Regions from separate parts of the Mus musculus genome. Here regions 1 and 3 are each linked to region 2. A link is a contact called in public HiChIP or PLAC-seq and promoter capture Hi-C data. All regions are on one chromosome and are shown on one strand. Each heading gives the region's core, a stretch centred on a gene start, on an enhancer-like site or on the middle of the called end of the contact. The rest is flanking DNA. Distances are from core to core; before and after follow the strand shown. Region 1 holds the start of Olfr432 (olfactory receptor 432). Region 2 holds the start of Ifi204 (interferon activated gene 204). Region 3 overlaps Aim2 (absent in melanoma 2).

Region 1 (2,759 bases), core at 76-2,575, 280 kb before region 2:
GCGCAATGCTCTCTTCCAAAATCTTTAACTAATTTCAATATCTTCTTGGTCTTTCTTCAAAAATCCGGTCTGAAACATTAACACATAGCCAGACCAGATTCTAGAAATTAAACCAACTCACTTTCTAACTAAGTTCCATCTGCCTGAGAAAAGGTGAACGTCATTTTGTTTCTTCCCCTTCAAATCTGTGTCCTCACCCACTCCTACGTTGGTAGGTTCAGGGACTATATTTGTCTTACAACATTTTACAATGTGTCCTAATGAAAGATTTCATGAGTTGAAAATTTGACATATCATCGAAACAACTAGTTAATTGTCTATACAATAAGCAGGGAAATCTTTCAATTTTCATATGATGGAATACAATAAACCTAGCAGACTTCAAGTCATTTCAGCACAGCATTAATCCTCTGTGTGACCCTCTTAAAAGCCTCTTTTACTTCCTTATTGCGAAGAGTATAAATAATAGGGTTGAAGAAAGGGGTGAGCAAAGTATATACCAAGGCAATAAGCTTGTCTCTGCCTTCAGCTCGAATCTCTGGTGGGCCCACATAGACAATGAAGGCAGAGCCAAAGAACAGTGTCACTACGGTTATATGGGAGGAACAGGTGGAAAAGGCTTTTGCACGACTAGCAGCTGAAGGCAGCTTCAGCACAGCTCTCACAATACCTCCATAGAGTCCCAAGATGAAAGTAAGATTGCATGTATTGATCATGCCAATCACTGCAATATAAAGCCGAGCATGCCAGCTAGTGTCCACACATGCCAACTGCATCACTGGTGCCAGGTCACAAAAGTAATGGGCCACCTCTTTCAAACAATAAGGTAAAGAGGCAGTGAGACCTGCAGGCACCAGGGCAGCTGAAAAACCAGCCAACCATGTAACCCCAACTAACTGTTTCTGTACCTGTCTGCTCATGAGTGCATGGTAGTGCAGTGGACGACAGATAGCAAGGTAGCGGTCCAGAGCCATGACACCTAGCAGGTAGCACTCGGTCATGCCCAAGGAGTGGAAGACATACAGCTGGACAAAGCATGCAGACGAGGGGATGGGTGAAGGCCCATGGAGCAAGGTATGCAGCAAGGTGGGCACTGTGGTGCTGACATACCAGAGTTCCAGGAAGGAGAGGACACTGATAAAGAAGTACATGGGAGTGGACAGCCCTGAATCTGCCTGGATCAAGACAATGATGAACAAGTTCCCTGCCAGTGTGAGGAGATAGATGCACAGGGTTCCAAAAACTGCAAGATGTTGCAGGGTGCCAGAGGTAGTGAAACCAGCAAGGATGAAGGTCCGTGTCCAGGTATAGTTGACATGATCCATGATTCCTGGGAATGAAAGAAAAAGGCAGTAAATAATCACCTTTATGTTTTTCCTCTGGACAATGTTCCCCAGAGACCAAAGTATAGAACACACAAGTCAAAATCACATATTGTCTACTCAATCCATTCCATCTACAGGATGAAAGAGGATTTGACTACTAGTAGTCAGAAGTGGTTTGTTTAATATCTGTTGGTGACAGTGGCCACATAGAATTATTGTTTTAATTCACAGAACAACATTTGTAGACTATGGCAGCAGTCAGGCCTAAGATTTTCTCCTCTCTGCTTTGCCAAAAAAAAAAAAAAAAAAAAGAAAAAAAAAGAAAAAGAAAAAAGAAAAAAAAGAAAAAAAAGAAAAATCCCAACAAATAAAATGATAGGAAAATTCTGCTTCTTTCTCCTACCATTCCTAGTTAAGTGCTCCCATGATAATTCGAAATTATGATCCTTATTGTATACTGGATTCAACAACTAGGATATAGTAGGAAAAGGAGACTTATGTTCATTCATTAACATCTAAGTCTTATTGGGGGTTCTCCAGGTTTGTTTAGAACTCATCAAGGTTCTTATCAAAGGTGGAAAGAGAAAATGATGGACAAGAAACAAGGCTATCTTAGGAACATATCTCAAAGCTGAATACTTTTGGGAAACATGAATAATCCATTGGCTAAGAGGATGTGTTTTCTGGAAGTATTCTAGTGGGAGATACACTTCAGAATACTGCAGTGGGTAGGAGAAAGGGAGAAGTACAAAGCAAAGCCCCTATGAGATGTGTCAAGAGGTGCTAAAGTAGTACAAGCAATGCCTTATTTCAGGAGTCGTATTTCCTCATTTGTCTTCACCACCAACTCAACGTGAATCTTGATCCAAACCAACACTTCCTCTGTGGCTGAAGTCCTGTAACTGAAGAAGTTTAAGTTACAGGTTCCCGAAGTTTCTGACGTGGTAATAGCTTATGATTCTCTAGTTATTGATTGATTTGTACTAGGTTCCTCATGGACAGCCTTTATTAATATCTGCAGAATGTCATGCTCATACTCAAATGGAAATTATTCAGAAAAGGTCAATTATTCAGCTGCCTCCTGCTGCTTTTTTTTTTTTTTTTTTTGCTGTTCTTACCTCTTGTGTGCCACCTCCAACCATTACCTCATTCTTTTGGTTACAACAGAACTAGTCTCATTCTTCTTGGTATCACTTCTATCCCAAGACACTCCCTTATTTATAATTCCTGCTCCTGGAAACAAAGCTCTCCCACAAACTCCTTAATAAACGTTCCCTGAGGTTACTATGACTAACTCTCAGTATGGATCCCTCTGGGGCAAGAAGTGAGGCCCACAGAAATGAGTCAGATGAGATGTGTGTGTCTCGCCAATGACTTACCTCTGCATCTACACTTTGGAGTTCTGCAATCTAATCCAGGGATATTGCCTGTCTT
Region 2 (2,700 bases), core at 186-2,685:
TTTCAGAAGTTCATTATGAAAACTTCCAAGTACCTTGTTGGCAGTTGGTGGTTAAATCCCAGAACCACAAGCTGTTGGGAACTAAAAAGGGGGCCCAGGGGAAGAGGGGGAAGAGAAAACCCACACCCCCAGAGTTTTACCTATTCTCTGGTCTGTCAGGTGTGGGAGAGCTGCCATACACTTTCCACTCAGCCCTGGGTGGGCATTCAAACCTCTGACCCACTCTTCAGGGGGTGGCCAAGGGGCAGCCCTACCTGGGATCCCTTGAGCTACTTTGCTAAAGCCACTATGGTTATAGGAGGGAAGGATGGCAGAAGAGAGGTTCCCAAAACTTGCGAGAGTGAGGGTAGCAGATTTTGATGAGCAGAGACTCTTTATGGTTTTAGAGCTTTATTATAGAAATGTAGGGGTATAACAGAGAAGCTAGAAAAAGAGAGAGAGAGGAGGGAGAGAGAGAATAGGGAAGGAGAGAGAGAGAGAGAGAGAGAGAGAGAGAGAGAGAGAGAGAGAAGGCTAGAGAGAAAGAGAGTAAGAGAGAGAGAGGAGAGGAGAAGACAAAGAGAAAGGAAAGAGGAGAGAAGAGTGAGAGAAGTGAGAGTTAAGAGAACAAAGGAGTAAGAGAAGAGACAAGTAAGATAGCAAACAGGGGCTGAACAGCCCTTTTTATGGTCTTTACTGTTGCTAGGTAACTGGGGAGGAGTTTAGCCTGAAGGTCAGAAGCTTGGGCCATTGCCTACATGACTTCTACCCATGCTTCTCTTGTGGGGTCTGTGGGGGGAGGTAACTTAGGTAGGAGCCAGAGTTCCAGCAGCATAAGGGAATGCCTACTGTGTCATGTAGCTGAATTATCACCCTTTGGAGTTCAGACCTCAGCTCAACTGGAGACCAGCCTGTCTGTGCAAAACCTCAAAACCACAATTCTCTGGCTTCCGAAGGGCTTGATACTTATAAACCCTGAGCGTATTAGACTCTTCCCTGGGCCTTGAGTACTTTACTACAATAAAAAAAACTCCACCTTAGCTGTCCAGGACTCCTATCTAAGTAGAGCAGAACCTTGGTCAGCTAGTTTTAACACCTTGATCTGGTTGTACCATGTATGTGAATTTTGTGTCTAGTGGCCAGTGTACATCCGTTTGCTACAAAAGTTGTAAGGTTAGGGCTTTCTTATTTAGTGAGATTCATCAGAAAAGAATGTGAGCCTGACTAAGCTGTGATTTTTTTTTTCATAGTGACCACAGTGTTTACAGGAAGTTAAGATGTTTCCAAAGCCAGGGAAATTGAAAGCTATGAACGAAACTGGGAGGAGGCCTGGCTGATTCAGCACTTCTCACCCAAGGGAGACAGCACAGGGAGAGACAGCCAGTGCTGTTCAAGAAATGAAACAACTCTGAGAGTGTTGTAATCACTACCATCTTCCTTTACACCCAACTGTTCAGTTTCTTATTTACTGACTTAGCTGCCTACCTACTCAAGCCAAGCAGGCCACTTCTTGACCCGGTGAAGGTCTCAGGATCTGTACATCACTGCAGAAATATCCAGGAAGGTGAGTTCTGTTTGTTTCTTAAACATGTGATCAGATCTATCTGTGAAATATAAAAGACCATAGAAAAAAATCAGTGTTGAATGGTGGAGGACCAAGGCTGGTGCCAGCTGCACTCACAGCCTTGAACCTGCTGTAGCTGGTTTCCGATGCTTCACTAGGAAGACAGCCGATGACAGAATAAAGATGCCTCCTCTATTCCTATGACTTTTCATGAGTTAGTGTTTATCACTGTTCTTCATTTATCTTCACTAGAGAAGACATGGGAGTAAGGTGTTTGTGGTGAAGGACTGTGTAAAAGACAAGACAGAAACAAAAAATATTGATAACTAAAATCATGTTAAATGAAAACCACACTTTCCAGTTTTGTGAATATACAAAACTGAGATTCATATAAAACTTGAGAACTCTCATTAGCCTGTAGAGAAAAATGTCCCACTTTTGTTAACACAGTTATTTAAATAGACTGTGGACATTTTTATGTTTAGCTCTCCTCTTAGCTCCCTTCTATATCAGATGTTAGAGACAATATTTGCCATACTCTCTTCTTCATGCCATGATGGAGGTGAATACTAATGAGGAAAGTTAAACTTGTTCACTGTCACTAATTTCTTCTGTAATTTTTCTAATTTTTTTATCCTGTTTTGCCTAAATTTTAGTAGTTGAGATATGCATAAATTTTAAACCATAGTCATAGACAATATCATACCTGTTTAAATACATATTATTGCTTGTTAATGGTTCTGTTTAAAGAATAATTTCATTATCCAAGCCTGGTTTCCAATAACTTGGCACATAGCTGAGGCCAGCCTCAAACTTACAGTCCTCTTGCCTCTGCCTCAGCTTCTGTCTTTCCCTCAGACTCTGGGGCCTTGAATCATAGACACCCACTGCCATGACCCTCTTTAATGTCTACAATTAATTTTGTATTTTACTACATAGTACTATTTAATGTCCTGGGAGTAATGTTGTAAAACTAAAATTTGTTATTATTTGGTAATTATATAATTAAAATTGTTTCACTTTTCTTGGGTTGAAATCTTTCATTGTTAAGTAGTGAACCTCCAGGCTTTATGATGTTTCTTGGATGGTCCTTACCTATATTAGCAGAGAATTTTGGTGCCTTTAAATTGCTCTTTCAGCATCAAATTTTTCTAATA
Region 3 (2,700 bases), core at 54-2,553, 320 kb after region 2:
AGAGGTGCAGCTGCAATCTGAGAGTACAGTGCTATGCCTCGCAGAATGCATATGCCAAGTGCTCGCACAGGGAGCCTGAGAGATGGAAAGGGTTAAGAAAGACATATATGATAGGCTGGCCTCTTTCTAAACAGGGAGGGCTGTTACACTATGTGAAAGTGCCCTTTACGGCATACCTGGAAAACACCAGCTCTGCAGTAATTGTTGGTTCAATTTGGGATTTGAGGCACAATGACTTACCTGACGCCACCCAGCTTCTAAAGGATGACTATGCGGCCAGACCTCAAGTCTCCTGAATCAAGTCCTCTGTACTGTCTTGTTCCCACTGCCTTTGTATTATTCACAGAATGGGCAACAATACCTTTAAATTAAAAAACAAAACAAAACAAAACAACAACAAAATTCTAACGTTATTGGCTGTTATTCGAAGACACACATTCCGTAACTCTCTTAAAGTATTAATAATGATATAATAATTGCCATCTTTTCCCCTTGTCAAAACCATTTATCTCTCTTCACTGTGTGTTGGAATAAATTAAACCCACCCTCTCTGTAGATTTCTACTCAAACTTCCCTGCATATGTATTATAAAACTAAAACTGGCCCTGTTCCTCTCTGTTACCACAAACTGTTTCGTTTTCCTCTCTACTTGTCTACTTAGCAATCCAGTAGTTTTTTGGTTCACATTCTGTGCTGGAATAAAAGTGGCTTGTGGGCAAGGACTCTGTTGTTCATGTCTGCAGTCCTGGCTCCTAAAATAGCATCTGCAATACAAGCATTCAACAAACATTCATTGACTTTTTCTAAGTAAAAATACAGTTCTAGGTGTCTTCTGGGCTGGATTCTGGGTGCTTTTAGTTTGACTAAGAAGCCCAGTTGAAAGGTCACAGAACAATATGGCAGGAAATAAGAACCCCTAGCAACCATCTTCCCACAGGCACACAAATTTTGATTAGTTGTACAGAGCCCAACCCACCCTCCTAACACCTAAAGAAGCCATGTGAGAGACCATCCTGTCTTGGTTGCATTTGATAGTAAGACAAGACACAATGAAGAAATGGGAGGGAGAGATTTGTCCATGTTGACACTCCTCCACATTCACAAAGGGGGGTGGGGGGCAGAGAGAGACAGAGAGAAGGAATTCATCCCAGGCCTTAGTCTTTAAACTCAGTACGAGGCTATCATAGCGAAGTATCACTGCTTGGAAGAATTCTATAACCCCTTCCCCCAGGCTAGACTGAGCAACTGGAATTGTGTAAGTCAGTCTGCATGCTCACTTCCTCTATCTCTTCTCCTTGGATCTGGGTCAGACAGAAGGATGAGCAGAAAGGTCTCCACCCACAGGCAACATGGCCCAAATCTAGCCCAGAATTCTGCTCACTGCAGTGGGAAGTAGCAAGAAACAGAAAGTAACGCCTTTTAGACCCAGGCCACATCTCATAGATGAAACCTCCCTCCCGACATACACTAGAACTAAGCAATTGCCTACATGCCAGTGGGACTGTCTCAAGCTTGCTTAGATCGTTACCAGCCTGGCAGTGAGAAAGGGACACACACCCTACTCTGACCACATATTTTCTCTGCCTGTGAGTCCCAGGTGTGACACAGGTTAGTGTCGCCCTTGGTGGACCCTAGATTTGGGTATCAGCTCTCTTCAGGTTAGTGTTATCAGACAGATCATCAAGCACAAATTATCAAGATCATTTGACATGACTTACCACCAAGCAGGGACTTATACCCTACTGGGATGTCATATTTGGGCCTGTTTGTCTACTGGGATGGCATAGACCTGGGTGCACTCACCATGAAATTCAGAAAGAGAAACAAGAATTCAAAGCTAACTCACTGGCCACTGCCAATAGCAGACCTAGCATCCATGGGAAGTGGGTGTTGAGGGATTGTAGCAAAGGAGAACACATGTTTCAGAAGCTAAGAAAAGATCACTCTTAAAGTTTTTTTTTTTTTTAAGAATCAACTGTGTCTCTTGTTTGTTTTGCTATAAAGCTACCTAAGGTGAAGGCTACAGATGTGTCATGGGGTTAGCCATGTGGGGTTACGGGTAGCAAGAAGAGCGACAAGGAAGTGGGATGGAAGTTCAACACAAGTCTTGCTGTAAAAGGGCCAGAGAAATGTGATAAAAGACAGGGTAGGAGGTGGGATAGGAAATGGAGAAAGTGACTTATAATTGCTCACTTGATCTCTTTTCTAACATGAGAGGAATCAGTCTTGCTTCATGCTGATGAGAATGTTCTAGAAGGGGGCGAGCTGTGGTATAGAAGAACAAAAGGAAAATTGCTCCTGGGAGTGAGCCTGAGGATGACTCCTCTGGAGTACACCTTCTGAAACAAAGGAAAGCCACTCTCCATTTCCTGCATCTGACATCTGCTGTTAGGGACAGACGCCCACCTTCCTCATGCCAAGATTTCTCAATTCTTCAAGGATCTCCAACCGTGTTCACTTGCTGCCTACGGCTGACAGCTAGACAGCTAGACAGACACAGACTCAACTCCTGGCTCTGCCATTTATTGGCTGTGTGACATCTGGTAAATTACAACCTTATAAAGTGTCCATATCCTCAAGTGTAAAATGGGGAAAAGGTGAACATCTCCATTAAATGGCTACTGTTATAATGCCATGCTACTGAATCAGGGACTTGTAACAGAACCATGTGAGACTAATCACTGAGTCAAAGCTATTAAT

What was found. HiChIP or PLAC-seq counts read pairs in DNA pulled down with a chosen protein or histone mark. Capture Hi-C pulls out chosen DNA fragments and counts their contacts.
Region 1: a promoter capture Hi-C map of adipose tissue shows a contact between it and region 2. The contact joins the promoter of Olfr432 here to the promoter of Ifi204 in region 2. A contact is called at or near these places in 2 of 39 promoter capture datasets (both in the C10 cell line), 1 of 15 datasets of contacts at CTCF or cohesin (the NIH/3T3 cell line), 1 of 115 datasets of contacts at active chromatin or transcription factors (CD8 T cells) and 3 of 9 other capture datasets (adipose tissue, liver and macrophages).
Region 3: a BATF HiChIP or PLAC-seq map of CD8 T cells shows a contact between it and region 2, with 5 read pairs. The contact joins the enhancer-like site here to the promoter of Ifi204 in region 2. A contact is called at or near these places in 2 of 15 datasets of contacts at CTCF or cohesin (large pre-B cells and pro-B cells), 1 of 484 Hi-C or Micro-C datasets (bone marrow-derived macrophages), 2 of 115 datasets of contacts at active chromatin or transcription factors (CD8 T cells and large pre-B cells) and 2 of 9 other capture datasets (adipose tissue and liver).

What each region holds. Positions count from the first base shown.
Region 1 is chr1:174,048,941-174,051,699 of GRCm38.p6, reverse strand. It overlaps Olfr432 (olfactory receptor 432), which reads right to left and starts at 1,325. Exons shown (of 1, transcript NM_146716.2): 1 at 387-1,325. The coding sequence starts at 1,325. The coding sequence ends at 387. It also overlaps the pseudogene Olfr431-ps1.
Region 2 is chr1:173,765,654-173,768,353 of GRCm38.p6, reverse strand. It overlaps Ifi204 (interferon activated gene 204), which reads left to right and starts at 1,435. Exons shown (of 9, transcript NM_008329.2): 1 at 1,435-1,543.
Region 3 is chr1:173,450,489-173,453,188 of GRCm38.p6, reverse strand. Aim2 (absent in melanoma 2) reads right to left here. Exons shown (of 9, transcript NM_001013779.2): 3 at 241-361. Among named protein-coding and RNA genes, the nearest start is that of Aim2, 31 kb to the right of the region's middle. Within about 2 kb of position 1,303, at least 44 of the 459 cell types and tissues checked have an H3K27ac peak or open chromatin away from gene starts, as enhancers often do. A contact at or near this core is called in CD8 T cells and bone marrow-derived macrophages, where this site is marked.